Linked DNA regions of Sus scrofa: region 2 is linked to region 1. Evidence: chromatin contacts called from public Hi-C data. All regions are on one chromosome and are shown on one strand. Each heading gives the region's core, a stretch centred on a gene start, on an enhancer-like site or on the middle of the called end of the contact. The rest is flanking DNA. Distances are from core to core; before and after follow the strand shown. Region 1 has its middle 50 kb from the start of NDFIP1. Region 2 holds the start of FGF1 (fibroblast growth factor 1).

What was found. A called contact is a pair of places that touch in the nucleus more often than the background predicts.
Region 2: a Hi-C map of liver shows a contact between it and region 1, with 2.6 times the contacts expected there. The contact joins the promoter of FGF1 here to the enhancer-like site in region 1. A contact is called at or near these places in 4 of 5 promoter capture datasets (fetal liver, fetal skeletal muscle, liver and 1 more), 18 of 47 Hi-C or Micro-C datasets (embryonic fibroblasts, epiblast stem cells, fetal heart ventricle and 9 more) and 1 of 2 datasets of contacts at active chromatin or transcription factors (skeletal muscle).

The regions. Positions count from the first base shown.
Region 1 is chr2:143,737,505-143,740,824 of Sscrofa11.1, reverse strand. No RefSeq gene overlaps it. Among named protein-coding and RNA genes, the nearest start is that of NDFIP1, 50 kb to the right of the region's middle. Within about 2 kb of position 2,049, at least 8 of the 83 cell types and tissues checked have an H3K27ac peak or open chromatin away from gene starts, as enhancers often do. A contact at or near this core is called in liver and subcutaneous adipose tissue, where this site is marked.
Region 2 is chr2:144,239,712-144,243,263 of Sscrofa11.1, reverse strand. FGF1 (fibroblast growth factor 1) reads left to right here and starts at 1,919. Exons shown (of 6, transcript XR_002341962.1): 1 at 1,919-2,349.

The DNA of each region.
Region 1 (3,320 bases), core at 800-3,299:
ACAAAGGTTGAAGATGACTTCAGACTCTAGAAGGGGCTTTTGTGGTTCCTCATTTGGGGATTCGGACAAAGCACAACGTTTTGGGTTACTGGATTTTTTTTCTAATGTAGTAGCAGGTCATCCGCCGCCCGAATTAGGTTTACGGTACAGACATGCTCCCTTCCCTCCCGCGGCCTACGGAGGGCAGGGCTCGCAGAAGGGCCCCACAGCCAAGGGAGCGGCAGACGTGGCATCTGCCAAACGAACTGCCACGGACAGTCTGCCACGGACGTGGGCCACATACACACCTCTAGAGCTCCTGGGGACCTGAGGGGCCTGCTAATCCACTCCTTTTCCTTTACCCTTAAACCGCTGCAAGCAGAGGAAGAGCTACCCTATATATATATTTTTATTTTATTTTTTGCTTTTTAGGGCTGCACCCACGGCATATGGAGGTTCCCAGGCTAGGGGTCGAATCGGAGCTGTAGCTGCTGGTCTATACCACCCCCACAGCAATGCGGGATCCGAGCCGCGTCTGTGACCTACACCACAGCTCACGGCAACGCCGGATCCTTCACCCACTGAGCGAGGCCAGGGATCGAACCCGCAACCTCATGGTTCCGAGTCGGATTCGTTAACCACTGTGCCACGACGGGAACTCCTGTTTTTAAAGGCCTCCAAGGAAGAGTCCACAATCCCTCTTAGCCAAGCAAATACTTAGAAATTACTCTCCTCGTGGCTCTGCAGACACATTCCTTTCCGTGGTCTTACCATAAAAAGAATATGGTAGCATGCGCTTTGAGAAGCCCTACATGGAAACAAAATAGTTCTTAATTTTATCCAACTATTGATTATATATTGATAAGTTATTATTAATTTAATAATAAAATCATAAAACATAAAATTATAAAAATATAAAAATAAAACAAATATGAATTTTATTAATTTAATAAAATCATTAATTTTATTATTAATTTTATCCAACTAAAATGTGTCATTAATGTTATCCAGCTAGCAATTAACTCTTCATCTGAAGTAGGTAAACCTGCTCTGTAGCTGTCTTCTCTGGAAAGTGAAGGTCTGAGAGGAGTACTTACCCATGACCCTTCTCTGGAAGCTCTGGGGAACTGCTGCAGGAACCCGATGTGACCAATTATAATCCCACAGGACGGGTACTAGGAAAATGCCCATGAGGGAGTTCCCTGGTGGCTCAGTGGGTTTAGGATCCAGTGTTGTCACCGCTATGGCTCGAGGTCAGTCCCCGGCCTGGGAACTTCTGCATGCAGCCCCCACAAAAGGGAACAACATAAGTCTGGTTTCAACACCTAGATCTAGAGACGGCCTTAAGGCCAAAAGGAGTTGGGAGACCTACATACAGATGAACCCCCCCACCCCCGACAAATGCGGCCAGAGGAAAGACATGTACAACTACCCCCAAGAAGGCTTTCTCACACACATGACCGTGGGGGCACGGACTGCAGGTCTGAGAGTCACCGAGCCAAGCCTAGAAAAAAGCGGACTGCTAACTTTGCTTTCTCTTGCCCACCAATGCCCACTATTTAAAAGAACTCTAGAGAAACAAATAATGCCAGCAGTTACAGGTAGGAAAAGCACTGATCTTGCTTAGTAATATGCCTGCAACCCCAGTTAAAATACAAACTGGAAATACATCATGAATATAATCCTCACTGTCGATAATCAGAGGAAAAAACCAGCACACTCGAACGGCCAGAAAGACCTCTCCCCCCAGCGACTGCCAAATACAGCCTGAGAAACGTCCTGTCCAGACAGACATGGAATCAGGAAGCAACCGGCAAAATTCTTTCGAAAACCTCACTGAGGGCACATTTTAGGCTGACTCTAGTGCAAATGCCAAGAAGGCTGCTTCGTCAAGTGTAACTGGAGCCGAGCTACGATAATAGGTTGGCTCCCGTCCCCTCCGCCCAGCTCAGGAAGTTCGGGCTTCAAGGGGGGACGGCGCTCTCGGCAAAAGGGACCCCAACCAGCAAGGTGAAAACTGGGTGCAGCTCCGGAGGAACTTCAGGAGACAGTCAGGCGGCTTTCAGAGGCAAAGGCAGCACTTCCTCAGTTCTGCAGTTGAGCTGACAATGCTTCGGGGCGAGAAGTCACCCTCTCTATTTGAGGGTGGGTGTTTTGTTTTGTTTTGAAGCTCTTGACGGACCGGGTGAAGCTTCCAGACCAGTAATGAACAGCAATGAATACCATCTTCCCAGCGGTCCAAGATTTGTCTTTGTAAGACTTAAGGAAACCACTTTTCTCAGTTTTGGTGTTTAGAAACCTGCCGTCACACAAGGATTAGGACGTTGGTGAAGCATTTCAATTCTCACATAAATGACAAAAATGAATCCCTTTTAGAGCAGGAGGAGCAGCGCACTCTCTCCCGCAGCCACATCTCCGTTTCTGCCCTGGATGAAATCCTGCCCCAAATGCAAGAGGATTCTCTATGCTTCGTAGACTCTAGAGTCAGGTTTAAAAGACTTGCACTTACGTTTATATTGTAGTCGCGTTGCCACGTGAATTAAAACTCTCAAAATCGGAAAGCAAGGCTCTTTTGGCAGAGAAAAAAAGACTTTTAAGCAAAAACGGGGATCCAAACAAAACTTGAGTGATACATCTAGTCTACAAATGACAAATTAGCCCCTATAACGAGAGGGCTGAGCTGATCAAAATGCCACGCAGCAGATGGGACGCTTTCAAATGGCCCGACAGGGCAACTGTCCCCAGGAAGATGCCCTCCACTCAGATGGTCTGAAGAGCAGTCTTTCCAGGTCATAGACTTGTAGGCAAGAGAATGGACTGGGTTCTAAAAGAACCTCTTTTTATTTTATTTTTTTTGCTTTTTAAGGCCACACCCGAGGCACATGGAGGTTCCCAGGCTAGAGGTCGAATTGGAGCTGTAGCCACTGGCCTACACCACAGCCACAGCAGCGAGGGATCCGAGCTGCATCTTCGACCTACACCACAGCTCACGGCAACACTGGATCCCTAACCCACTGAGCGAGGCCAGGGATCGAACCTGCATCCTCATGGATCCTAGTCGTGTTTGTTCCCGAGAGCCTCTTTTTAGAATGATCTAGAATCCGTTTCTGGAGCTCTCTTTTCCTCCAGAAAAGTTTCTACTCTCAACCTGCACTTACCTTCACGTTCAAGAATTCCTGGCGCAGCTGAGACGCCCCCCACTTTAGCAGCAGAGCCTGTGGGGAACCTGAAGTTCCCTGTCAAAGAGCACTTGTTGTGGGTGCTCTGAAGGAGTACAACCACACACGTGCCAAAGTTACTGGAGTTCCCGTTGTGGCGCGGCGGAAACGAATCTGACCAGG
Region 2 (3,552 bases), core at 670-3,169, 500 kb before region 1:
ACTCGCATTTAAAAATTGATCTTAAATATTCACTCCAAAGTTCACATAGATTCAAGATAATAGCTTCCCATATACTGTAAATATTGGAAATAAAAAATTAAGCTGTGGCATCATTCTTTAAATGTATCTACTAATCTGTTACTCTTATTACCTTTTCTTTCTTTCTTCTTCTTTTTTTTTTAGGGCCTCACCCACAGCATATGGAGGTTCCCAGGCTAGGTGTCGAATCAGAGCTGTAGCTGCCGGCCTGCACCACAGCCACAACAACGTGGGATCCGAGCTGCATCTGCGACCTACACCACAGCTGACAGCAACGTCAGATCCTTAAGCCACTGAGTGAGGCCAGGGATCGAACCTGCGTCCTTGTGGATGCTGGTCAGATTTGTTTCTGTTGTGCCATGAGAGGAACTCCCATCATTACTGCCTCTAATATCCTCTACAGTTTGCTTTCACAGTGCTCTCCCTCAAATTCAAGGGACAGAAGAGACAAAGTTGTTAAATAAAAACTGCCTTAGTTATTGAGGGAAGCTGAATTCAATTATTAAAGGAAGCTTCCAGTTTGAGAATGTGAACTTAGAGGTTTCTATATTTGAGGCAAAGGTTCCTTAGGTTTGTGAAGAGTGAGGGGGATGCTTTCCAGTAGGGGAAGGATTATTAGGAACACAGGCATGTTCTCAGGCAAGCCAGTTTTATGAAAAAGTACCTAAAGAAACGGGGAACCTGGAAAGTGGTTCTCTAAAAATAACCCCCCCCACCCCGGGTGCCCATTGGAAAGTCTTGAAAACCACCATCCTGGGGCGAATCATGCTAGTGGCCAGCAGAGGGCAGTGTTGGACAAGCTGTTAGGCTCCATCTCCCTGGCTCCTCCCCAGGGCAGTAGACAGAAAGGGCAATTTCCCCTGGAGGCAGTGGCGAGCCCAGCCTGGGCGGCCCAGCCCAGTCTTCTCTGGTGTGTGTGTTTGCACAGTGAATTATTCATAGGAAACTGGCTTCATGGAGACTGGAGGCCAGAGACTCTCCATCCTGTACCAAGAATCAGGGCCTGGGACTGGACACAGATGAAAACCCTTATTCTTTTTCCCCTTCAAGAAACTGTGTTTGGGGGAAGAAATTGAAGAGTGACGTCATGGGTATGAATCAACCATGGACGTTTTTGTTTTTCTTCTTAAAGAAATGAAAACAACAGTGAAGTCTCAATAATTTATAGCTTCAGGAGACAGGGAGCAAAGTGGCAGCAAGCTGCCGCTCTGCGAGCTCACCCTCCCTGGCCTCTGCCCCTCTGGCAGAGCTGTCAGGGCTCTAGAAACAACCATGCTGATGGCGCGAAGAGGAGGATGGGCAGGTGGCATTTTGTCAGGCAGGAGGGCTTCCCAGCTTCCCAGGCAGGTCTGGAGAGGAAGGATCAGAGGTGAAAATCCAAGTTCCTTAAATATTTAAAGTTTTACAAGCTTAGGAGTTAAAAGCAGAAACAGCCAGGGGAAACAGCCAGCATCTCTGTGATTCAGGGTTCGAGCCTGACTCGTCACATGCTCACACCCCCCGCCCGAGGTTGCTAAGAGGGGCTCTTATGTCTGCAGCCAGAAGTGTGTTGACGGTAGGAATGCAGTACAAAGCAGTGACTTTGCTCATGACACATATCCTTCCTGAATCCTCAAAGGGTGGGGATGAGCTGGTGGAAATAAAGTTAGGAATCTGAACTAGCTGCTCGGATATACTAAAAGTGACCTGGGGAGAAAGACCCTCTGGCTGCCCTTCCGCCTTGCACAGGGAAAGGTAACCGGGCCGGTTCCAAAAGTGGCTCGGAGACAGCTTGGATGGGACATCTGTCCTTTCATCTGGCATCTATCCAGCCCCCAAATAGCTTCTGTGTTTGGTCCAAAAATAAAATCACATGAGAGGGGGGAGAAATAAATGCACAAGGACTTGCCCTTGGACTTTCTGTGAGTGCCCCAGCCACCCTGGTCAGGGCCCTGGGAGCGTGGCCTCACCATACACTCCCCTGCCTCCCTCTCGGGGCTCCCCAAGGCTGGGGAACCAACGACCTGGATCAGGGCGGGCGTGGGCTGCCGTCTGCAGGCAGCCCCTTCTCTGGGGCCCCCTCGAGCCCCAGTCACAGCAGTGAGGGAGCGGGAGAGAGAGGACCGCAGACCCAGCCGCCCGCACTCCAGGGAAAAAGGGCATCGCCTCCTTTGGTGAAGGACACTCCCTGCTGATGGAGGATGGGAAATCCCTTCCTCCTGCCGCAGCCCAGCTGGCCTGCAGTGGACCTGCTAGGACAGTGTGGACCTTGTAGGCTGTCGCAGCTGCCGTCGCCCCAGAGAGAAAGCGCCCCAGAGCCAAAGCTCCAAGGTGAGTGCGCCTGTTTCTCCAGGGGGCTCAGATTGCGGTGGACGTTCTGCCTGGCTTCAGGCTTATGCTCAGCATGCATGCTCTCCACACGCCCCTTCTCCCTCTTCTCCTCCCTGATCTGAGTCCGTGGCGGGGGTGAGTCTATGTGATGGATGCTGGGGTAAAACATTCCTGCACTCTCCTCTCTCACTCGGAGGCCAGCCTGCTTCCAGAAAGAACTGGGTGAGTCTAATGCTTAGCAGGGAAGCAGGAAGGGGTTCCTACCAAGTGAATTATCTTTGCTGAGATCCAAGAAGACATTTCTCCGAAGAACCATTAGACAGATTCCATTACAGTCACGTTAATGTCTAGCTTTGAAAAGCTCTGCCTCAAATAGGAAATAAACAAAAGGATGCCAGCTGAACCCTTGTCATTGGGCAAAAAGGAGAAAATGCAAATGTGGTCTGCAGAGCTTCCTCCCCCGCCTCTTACCCTATCTCTTCCTGATGTCTTGGAACCCTGCAAAATATTCTTAACAGATCCAAGAATTCATTTCTTTGGTTGTGAACAAGAAGGAATACATCAAGGGTTTGGGAAGAACTGCTCTGAAAGCAGAGCCCAGGGACAAAGAAGAAGGGAGAAATTTTGTGGAGCCATGGTTTCTTCCTTCTCTAGTCTCTGCCTCCCAAGCCTGGGACAGGTGCCTGCACCGCTTCTGGGATACGGGCTAAAGTCTCCATCACTTGGGCACATGCACTGTTTTTCCGAGACACGCACCGCCCCTCACTAGGGACCACAAATAGCTATGCTGAGGGTAAACCAATAAAATGTTGGTAGGAACAAGGTACCTCCTTGACTATGTCAAGATTCTTTTAGGGACAATGGACTGAAATCCAGTTGGAAGAGACTTAGGCAACTGGCAAGGCCAGGGGTTTGGGAAGGTGGGGTCCAGGTGCCTAGGCAATGGCACCCTGAATCTGTCTCTCTGCATTTGTTGGCTCTGTGTCCCTGCGTCATTCTGTTCCCCGGGAGGCTCACCTATCCTGGGGGCAGGGTGGCGGCCAGCCGCTCCAGGCTGCACCCTGGGGGCACAGCCCCCCTTCAAGAACGGTGCTCCCCTTCCCTGCAGTTCTAGCTAGACTCTCAGGGTCACGTTTCACAGAGCCAGTGTGGGTACTGCACCCAGCCCTGCCATGGGGTCTGGTCATCTCCACCCCAAAGCAC